Regions from separate parts of the Sus scrofa genome. Here all the other regions are linked to region 1. Evidence: chromatin contacts called from public HiChIP or PLAC-seq data. All regions are on one chromosome and are shown on one strand. The core of a region is the stretch at or near the end of the contact, and the rest is flanking DNA. Distances in the headings are between cores, read along the strand shown. Region 1 overlaps SLX4IP (protein SLX4IP). Region 2 overlaps SLX4IP (protein SLX4IP). Region 3 overlaps SLX4IP (protein SLX4IP).

Region 1 (3,090 bases), core at 196-2,695:
AGACTGACACTGATAGACTGGAGCCCCACCCAGGAGGCGACAGCAACCATTCCCAGCAGAAGCCCTGCTGTCAGATGAGTAGTGGGATTGCATTCACACTGCTGGTCCACGAATGGCCCGTGATAGTAACAGAACCCCCAGCCTCCCCAATCTGTTTGGAGGGGAACACTGATGAATAACTTGCAGAGCTTCTGAAACAGGGCTGGCCCTCAGGTGGAGGTTGGCACAGAGGGACTGATCACATCCCACCCAGTATGTCTATTCCAGAGTCATCACCATCTTGCCAGCCATTAACCACCAATCCTCCAGTCCAGCTGGAACCCCTTTTCTCTGCTCCCCTTTAACTGCAAAACTCTTTGGAAGTGCTGCCTGCCCTTCTGCTGGCCAGGACTGTGGCCAGTGGCCACATCTGGCTAGGAAGCACTTGAAGGATGGTGAGTCGGAAATGGCATACCAAGAAGTATAAAATCTGCACCAGATTTCACAGGCCGTACAGAAATATAAATTCTCTCAATCGTTTATGTTGATTATATGTTATAAAGGTAACATTTGGGGTTAAATAATATAGTCTTGAAATTTGGTGTCACCAGTTTCCTATTACTTATTCATGGGTCTTTAGAAGATGTAAAGTTACCTGTACAGTGTGGGTTATATTTCCACTGGAGAGTCCTGGTCTCCACTCTGCCTCCGCTTCACTCTTGAGCCCATTCCAGGTACGCCTGGGTCTCGGTGCATCACCGAAAACCACTCTTGTCAAGTTACCATCTACTGGTCAGTTCTCACTAAGGCAGCATTTGACAGGGTCATCCCTTTTACTGAAGCTCTTTCTTCCAGGAACATGATGTGACCTTGACTTTTCTCTTTCCTAACTATTCCCTCATGGTCTTCCTTCCTGAATCACCCTCATCATCTCAGCTTCTTTTTTCTCATCCAATTGCACTACCTCCTGGAGCTTATCCAGACACATGCCTTTAAATTACCATCTCTGTGGACTCCCCAGCTGCGTCTGTGTCTGCAGACAGAATTCTCTCTTCCTGGAATCCATATCTTCTTACTGCCTGCTCAACACTTTAGATATCCAGAGCAACTCTTTTCCTTTCTTTCTTTCTTTTTTCTTTTTTTTTTTTTTTTTTTTTTTTTTGCTTTTTATGGCTGAACCTGTGGCATATGGAAGTTCCCAAGCTAGGGGTCAAATCGGAATAGGAGCTGCAGCTGCCGGCCTAAGCCACAACCACCCAGATCCAAACTGCACCTGGGACCTACACCACAGCTCATGGCGATGCTGGATCCCCAGCCCACTAATCGAGGCCAGGGATCAAACTCGAGTCCTCATGGATACTAGTCGGATTCGTTTCTCCTGTGCCACAATGGGAACTCCCTGTCCAGGGCAACTCTTAATGCTTACATTCCTAAAACAGATTGCTTGGTTTCACTTCCCCACACCTGCCCCTCCTCCAGTACTTCCTGTGTTGGTAAAGGGTAACTTCCTTCACCCAGTTATTTAAACCACAGGTCTAGGAGTTATCCTCCACTTTTCTGCTTCCTCTTCCTCTTTATATCCAATCCATCAGCTCACTCTGTTGGGTCTCCCCTCAAATTATATTTCCAATCTAACCACTTCTTACCACCGCCTCCTCCTCCAGGATCTGTCCCTCATGAAGGGACCATCTCAGTAGCCTCATCACTGATCTCTCTGTTTCCACCTTGTCCTTCTGTTATACCCAAGGTGATCCTTTTAAAATACCAAGTTAAGAGTCCCCCTTGTGGCCCAGCAGGTTAAGGACCCAGCAGTTGCCTCCATGAAGATGCAGGTTCAATCCCTGGCCTCGCTCAGTAGGTTAAGGATCCAGGAGTTCCTGTCGTGGCGCAGTGGTTAACGAATCCGACTAGGAACCATGAGGTTGCGGGTTCAGTCCCTGCCCTTGCTCAGCGGGTTAACGATCCGGCGTTGCCGTGAGCTGTGGTGTAGGTTGCAGACGCGGCTCGGATCCCGAGTTGCTGTGGCTCTGGCGTAGGCCGGTGGCTACAGCTCCGATTCGACCCCTAGCCTGGGAACCTCCATATGCCGGGGGAGCGGCCCAAGAAATAGCAACAACAACAACAACAAAAAGACAAAAAGACAAAAAGACCAAAAAAAAAAAGGATCCAGCGTTGCTGCAAGCTGCAGTGTAGGTCGCAGATGCGGCTTGAATCTGGTACTGCTGTGACTATGATACAGTTTCTGCCTAGACCAGAAACTTCCATATGCCACAGGTGAGGCTGCCAAACAAAGAAATAGAGAAAATAGCAAGTCACTTTTTTTCTTGGAATTTTCCAGTGGGTCTTAACGTCACCAGCGCACATACACACGTACATGCACGCTCTTCTTCCCTGCTCCCTGACCCCTTCCCCTGGTTTGAAATGCTCCTCTCTTTGGGCTTCTCCTCCACTCATATCTCTAGGCAAAGCTCACCTCATCACCTACCACGGTTTCCCTGACCAGTGGCTCTAACTGCACTCCAGCAGCCCTTTAGATATTTATTTATCCCTAACATCATCACCACCTGACCTTGTGTGTTTGTCTGTGATCTTCCGCACTGGGATGGAGACTCCATGAGAGCAAGAACGTAGACTCTCTGTGGGTCCATGTACTTTTCTGCTAGGACCTCAAACAATGCCTGGCTCAGGGTTCCATGGTGCCTGATCGGATGATCTGCTCAGTCTTTATAGTTCCATGCCCCTTTAAGACAGAAGTTTAGGAGCTCCGCTGGGTATCAGAATCACTGGGGAGCTTGACCTGAGTGCACGTGCCCTGGACTTCCCATTGTGGCTCAATAGGTTAAGAGCCCAACATGGTGTCCATGAGGACATGTGTTCAAGCCCTAACCTCACTCACGTGTTTGAAGATCCAACATTGCCACAAGCTGAGGTATAGGTCACAGATGCAGCTCGGATCCAGTGGTTGCTGTGGCTGTGGTGTAGGCTGGCAGCTGCAGCTCTGATTCAGCCCCTAGCCTGGGAACTTCCATAAGCTACAGGGGTGGCCTTAAAAACGCAAAAAAAAAAAAAAAAAAAAAAAAGAGAGAGAGAGAGAGAGAGAAAAGAAAGAAA
Region 2 (3,090 bases), core at 397-2,896, 160 kb before region 1:
GGATGATGCTTTTCTTAACATCATTTTCTTTTTGCTTTCTTTTGTCTTTTTAGGGCTGCACTCGAGGCATATGGGGGTTCCCAGGCTAGGGGTCACATTGGAGTTTCAGCTGCCAGCCTTCGTCACAGCCACAGCAACAGCAACATGGAATCTGAGCCACATCTTTGACCTACACCATAGCTCACGGCAGCGCCGGATCCTTCACCCACAGAGCGAGGCCAGGGATCAAACCTGCATCTTCATAGATACTAGTCAGATTGGTTTCTGCTGAACCACGACAGGAACTCCTTAACATCATTTTGATCATGTCACTTCCTTCTTATCTGATCAGAATTTTTGTTTCTTCAGATCTACTCTAAACTCTCCAGCCAAATTTAAGGCACCCCGAAAACTGTTCTCCACATCCCCTTTAAGTGTGACCCATGTTTTCATCTTGAAACTTAGGACCCTGGCCCACCTACTGCTATGAAACTGATGCATTTGCTTTTCCCACAGTGAGATGGCCTGGGGTCTTTCTCTCTTCCTATTTGTTCTCTCTCACCTTTTCTTCCCTTCAGCTTTCCCCAGGCTTGACCAAAGGTCACTTTTCTTTTCACACAGAAGCTAAACTTTTCCTGCATTGCTGACCCTCTCATTGTTCCTTTGACTGCGATATGCAGCTTCTGTTGCCATGTATTATGTGTATTCTCCATTGTTCATGTCTATAGCCATCCATGCTTTTATACCATCACTCTTCCCAGTCACATTTCCAAGAAGCAGGACCTGTGCTCTGCTTCTTTTGTATTTGCCTGGAGTAACCTGGAGCATCTCCAAGGCACCTAGGATCCTTCACTTGCCCTATTACAAAGATGAGAGGTTTCTTTCCTCGTGGCTCGTGGGCAGCAGGGAAATCATTCAAACTTAGAGTTATTTCTTACGGGCCTTTTTTCAGTCCCAGAAAGGGATATTGTAATCTTCAACTTGTGGTATGTTTCTTAAAAACGTTTGATCTCAACTTGTTGCCCCTGTTAGGAGATCACAGGGGAAAATATTTTAAGTAATTCTTTTGAAAATAGCCTTTTCAATAGCCAAAATGGCAATGTATAGACTTTGCTTCTATATGGCCTTCAGGAAAGTAAATTATTTTGGTATAATGATGATATAATTCTTTGGACATCATTATATCTTTTTTTTTTTTTTTTTGTCTTTTTAGGGCCACACCCAAGGTGTATGGAAGTTCCCAGGCTAGGGGTCCACCTGAAGCTGCAGCCACCAGTGTACACCACAGCCACAGCAATACCAGATCTGAGCCTCATCTGCGATCTCCACCACAGCTCATGGCGATGTGGGACCCTTAACCCACTGAGTGAGGCCAGGAATCAAACCCTCATTCTCATGGATACTAGTGGGGTTCATTACCACTGAGCCGCAACAGTAACTCCTGCTATATCTTATTTTAATTAGTGTCAGACCATGAGACTTTAATTTTTTTTCAACATCCATACAAAGCATATATGTATGTTATTAACTTATGCTAGCGTAAAAATAATTCTGAGTTGGAAAGTAGATTCAGGATCTCTGGGACACAAGAACTCACTAAGTTCCCTGGATTCTTGGTGAGGGCTGTAGAGGGCATCCTTGTTCTGCGTTTTGTAAAGTAACTGGGCAGACATCATGATCCAAGAAGTGCAGCAGCTAAGGTCTTCTAAAATCGCTGGCTCCTTCCTGAGTTAGCGTGACATCCTGCATGCCCGCGTTTGTTTGCCCCGCCTTTGTTTGCCTGGGAGTAGATGGCCTCACACTTCGCCTGTTAGGCCTGTGGATGTTTTTCATCTCTTCTCACAGTTCTCCTCACCAAGAAACACCACAGCAGTAGAAAACAGAACCACCCAGACAATCCACAGTGGCCTTGGAGAAAGCGTTCGGTGACACAAGACTGCCTTTGGTGTGCTCTTTCCCCCACCCCCCCGCCCCCGCCCCCGCCAACAACATGCATCCCTGAGGCAGCAGTGAGGGCTGAGAGGGAGGATCCCTGTGGCCCTTGGAAGGCTTTGGGACCCCAGCTCAGCCCTGGTCTTGGCAGTAAAGACTGGAGGATTTCCAGTGGGGCAGAGTCCTTGAAGTCACTGTGTCATTCCGTTTAACTGCTCTTCCTGCTCGCCTTTTCTTGTTGTTAATGTTGCTGTGAGTTTTGGGGATGCAGGACAGAGGAAGTGGGAGATGGGGTGGGACTGACAGAGTGTCCTTGTGTCTCAGAACTCTGGAGTGGGGGGCATGGAAATGACATTTCCCGGAAGAGTCATTGCATATGTACAACCATCCAGCCGTTAGTGACATGATGTAAAGATGCACAGTGTGCACTTAGTCTTATCCTTTTCCATGCTTCTCTGAGAAGAGCCTCTTGGAGTACCCGTGATTACGTAATATAGGAAACCAGGCCATTGCACGTGTCACTTTGTGTCACATGTGAGTAGCATGTGACAATATCATTCTGATTTTAGGACCATTACAGACATCAAGTAATGAATAAGACTTTTTTTTGCAGGGGGGTTTTTTGGCTGCACCCCCAGCATATGGAAATTCCCAGGCCAGGGATTGAATCCGAGCTGCCTCTGCAGCCTATGCCACAGCTGCGACTATGCTGAATCCTTAACCCACTGTTCGACAGTGGGAACTCCACAAATGAGTTTTTTAGTGACCCTGCCCAGCAGTTTTGTTATCAAGGTAATGCTGGCTTTGTAGGAGTTTGGAAGTGTTCCCTCTATATTTTGCAAGGGTGATCTGAGGTGAGAAAGAATGTCATGCTGTTTGTTTCACAGAGACGTAGTGTCATATTGATGCTGGCAAGGCGTGTGACAGGTCTAGTGCCCCAGTTCTCATGACCTGAAAAAATTCACCATATATTCTGGATCATACTGAGATCATCATGTCTCATCCTAAGTTTCTGTGGTTCTGTATGTTCTATTCCTGTTACTCTAGGTTCTTTCATCATAGATCCTCAGGTTTTTGAGGAAAGGGTTCTAGAAGGTCAAATGAGCATCAGGCTTTTAATAAAGCTTCCTGCTTTCCCATTGTGGCTTCACCTGTGACTGGGCTTCACTTGTGCTTGTG
Region 3 (3,090 bases), core at 149-2,648, 140 kb before region 1:
AGCTCACAGCAACGCAAGATCCTTAACCCACTGAGCGAGGCTAAGGATTGAACCCACATCCTCATGGATGCTAGTCAGGTTTGCTTCCGATGAGCCACAACGAGACCTCCCCCCAAATGATTAGATTAAAATGTATAAACTCACCTTTAAAGTTATCGATTGGCCAAATGGGTCATTTGCCTGTTACAGCATCTCTTATACACAGGATGCATATATATTTAAGAAAGTTTGACTTGGTTGTTGCTTTTTTTTTTTTTTTCCCCTGGTAGTTTAAGCAAACTAACAATTAGCTCTACTTTTGTCTCTTTATTTTACCAGATAGGAATTCTAACACTGTCTTGGAAATAAGAACAAAAAATGTTTTATTTGAAACACGAAGGCAGAAATTCTTTGAGGGTGTGTTGTATGTAGGACCCCAGGTTCCACATGGAGAGTTCAAACGAGCCAGTTGCACCCATAGGAGGTATAGACCATTAGACAGGTACCATGCTGCCAGGGTTGAGAGGGAGAGGAGTTCTGCTTAGGAGCTTGGGGACCAGGGGCGTGGCAGGCACTTTCCCAAGTCGTTGTCGGGTTTTTTTGTTTGTTTTTGTTTGTTTGTTTTATACCCACACCTGCGGCATATGAAAATTCCCAGGCTAGGGGTCAAATCAGAGCTGCAGCTTCCAGCCTACACCACAGTCACAGCCTCGCTGGATCTGAGCTGTATCTGTAATGTGGGCTGTAGCTTGCAGCAACTGCCAGATCCTTAACCCATTGAGCAAGGCCAGGGATCGAACCTGCATCCTCACAGAGACACTGTCGGGTCCTTAATCAGCTGAGCCACAACGGGAACTCCCTGTGTCTTCTTTTAATCCTCACAACATCCCGGTAACATTTTTAATCCCTTTATTCTGAGGGGAGATGAGACCTAGGGCTGATGTTGATAGACATGAGCTTTTCAGTTACAAGCTTGGATGAAATTGCTGATGGAATGTTGGTAGGAAGGGCAATCAGGTCTTATATAATAACTCAGTATTGTTCCATTTTTCCAGGCAGATGGTATAACCCGAGGAGCTCTGTGTTCCTGTTTACAAAATGTTAAGCTCTGAGATAATAAGTAGTCCTTTAAATATTGCTCAGGATCAAGTTAGTTACACTCAACAGTCAACCCTAGCCTCTCTCGGAAAGTTTAAAAATTGCCCTTTGCAAAGATTCTAGTCTGAAAAAAAAATGTCTTCTGTTGGAACAAAGTAATGTCTGAATATCTACAGTCAAACTTTGTTTCTTTTGAATAATCAAATGAAGGTACAGTGAAGTATTGGCGCAGTTCCCTTGATTGTTGATTTTCATCCACTCCTGCGTGGGCCTTAGTTCCTACTCAGCAAACAGACTTTTGGATTAGAGCAGCCCCCACACCCTTCCAGCCCTGAACCGTCTGTCCCTGTCCGGTACTGTAGGAAACTATTGATTCCTTAAGGGAGTAGCTCTTTGAGGGTTCAAAACAAAAACAACAACAAGGAGAACGAGAGCCGGCATCCAGTCTAATCCTGCTCTGCTCTTATTTACTCAGACATTTTTGGGAACTGTAATAACGTGTTAGATCTTGTGCAATAAAATATAATTCTGCATTTTCCAAGGCCAGCTGTAGATCAGAATTCTAAAGGCCTTAATGGAAAAGGGCGGGTGTGTGTTTGTCAAGAGGCCATTTAAGGAAATCAGTTCCATGTAATTTTTAATACAGTTCTTTGGATAGACTTTTTTTTTATGACTCAGTGTTACAGATGTCATTAATTTATAATGGAAAATAGTGAGACAATATAACAATTACCTTCAGACTCAAGAATATGTAGGCAGCAGGGTGGGTGATGATTAACTAGCTCGAACAGAGGCTGCTACAAAATGCCACCACCGGGTGCCAAGCTGAAGGGTGAGCCTGGCCCCCTGGCCTCTGAGCCTGGATGGGTGAGCCAGCCACTCACTGGGTGACTTAGGTGGCAGAAAGAAACTGAGTCCTGTAGGAAATCCAAGGCCCTTGGGGTTTCTTATCACCAAAGTCGATTCCACAGGAGTTTCCTGCTCTGGGCAGGCTGGGATGTGTGAGCTGGATGAAATGGGAGAATGGATTTAACTTGTCTTCCACCACAGTCAGGTTTCCACACACTCTTCTCTGAAGAGTAGACATTTTATTTACTTAATTAATTTTTGGCCCTGCCCACAGCATGCAGAAATTCCTGGGCCAGGGATGGAACCCATGCGGAAGATCCTAGGCCACCTACATTTTAGGGGTGAGGGCCAGCCTACTGCAGAAATACTTCAGGCATTTTTGTGAGGGAGGAAGTTAAAAGATATTGGTGAGCATTTAGTAACCAAATGGAAGGGTGTTTTCTGTTAGCTGGGTTTTGAAGGTTTCATTGGTTTTTGAAAATATCAACATGTTGTGGGCGACTTTGTAAATAGAGCCTGGCATCTCTGGACCCCACAGTCTGTGCTGGAAGCGGAGAGACTCTTGTGAATAGGAAAGGCTGCTGCATGGACTTGGGAGACCTGGGTTCAGCTCAAATGGTGAGCGGAGTTCTTGGTTAGTTCTTGTTACAGGTTGAATTGTCCCTCCCCTCACAGAAAGATACGTTGACGTTCTAAGCCCTGTGGGCCTCAGAAGGTGACCTTGTTTAGAAACAGTGTCACTAAAGAGATAGTCAAGTTTAAATGATGTCATCAGGGTGGGCCCTCATTGGGTATTCCTGGTGCTCTTATAAAAAGGGAAAATTTGGCCACCGTCACACACACAGGGAAGGCCATGTGAAGCCACTGGGAGAGTGCCACCTCCTAGTCCAGGAATGCCTGAGGCGACCAGAAGCCCGGCAGGAGGCCTGGAACAGATTCTCCATCACAGCCCTTAGGAGGAACCCACCCTGTGACACCTTCATTTCAGCCTTCTGGGCCAAGAACTGTGAGACAATACACTTCTCTTGTCTTAAGCCACCCAGTTTTTGGTACTTTGCTACAGCAGCCCCAGGAAACGCCTATGGTCCCAAAACCCTAATAGCCACTGAACTCCGAGAGAGCTTCTCAGTGTCCTGAGCTTCTGCTTCCTTATTTGTAAAATAA

What was found. HiChIP or PLAC-seq counts read pairs in DNA pulled down with a chosen protein or histone mark.
Region 2: a contact with region 1 is called in an H3K27ac HiChIP or PLAC-seq map of alveolar macrophages. The contact joins two enhancer-like sites. A contact is called at or near these places in 1 of 47 Hi-C or Micro-C datasets (embryonic fibroblasts) and 1 of 2 datasets of contacts at active chromatin or transcription factors (alveolar macrophages).
Region 3: an H3K27ac HiChIP or PLAC-seq map of alveolar macrophages shows a contact between it and region 1. The contact joins two enhancer-like sites. A contact is called at or near these places in 1 of 47 Hi-C or Micro-C datasets (epiblast stem cells) and 1 of 2 datasets of contacts at active chromatin or transcription factors (alveolar macrophages).

Annotation. Positions count from the first base shown.
Region 1 is chr17:19,563,961-19,567,050 of Sscrofa11.1, forward strand. All of the region lies in intron 6 of SLX4IP (protein SLX4IP), which reads left to right. Among named protein-coding and RNA genes, the nearest start is that of JAG1, 64 kb to the right of the region's middle. Within about 2 kb of position 1,446, at least 1 of the 83 cell types and tissues checked has an H3K27ac peak or open chromatin away from gene starts, as enhancers often do. A contact at or near this core is called in alveolar macrophages, where this site is marked.
Region 2 is chr17:19,403,290-19,406,379 of Sscrofa11.1, forward strand. The region is part of intron 2 of SLX4IP (protein SLX4IP); the gene reads left to right. Among named protein-coding and RNA genes, the nearest start is that of SLX4IP, 41 kb to the left of the region's middle. Within about 2 kb of position 1,647, at least 24 of the 83 cell types and tissues checked have an H3K27ac peak or open chromatin away from gene starts, as enhancers often do. A contact at or near this core is called in alveolar macrophages, where this site is marked.
Region 3 is chr17:19,419,668-19,422,757 of Sscrofa11.1, forward strand. The region is part of intron 2 of SLX4IP (protein SLX4IP); the gene reads left to right. Among named protein-coding and RNA genes, the nearest start is that of SLX4IP, 57 kb to the left of the region's middle. Within about 2 kb of position 1,399, at least 27 of the 83 cell types and tissues checked have an H3K27ac peak or open chromatin away from gene starts, as enhancers often do. A contact at or near this core is called in alveolar macrophages, where this site is marked.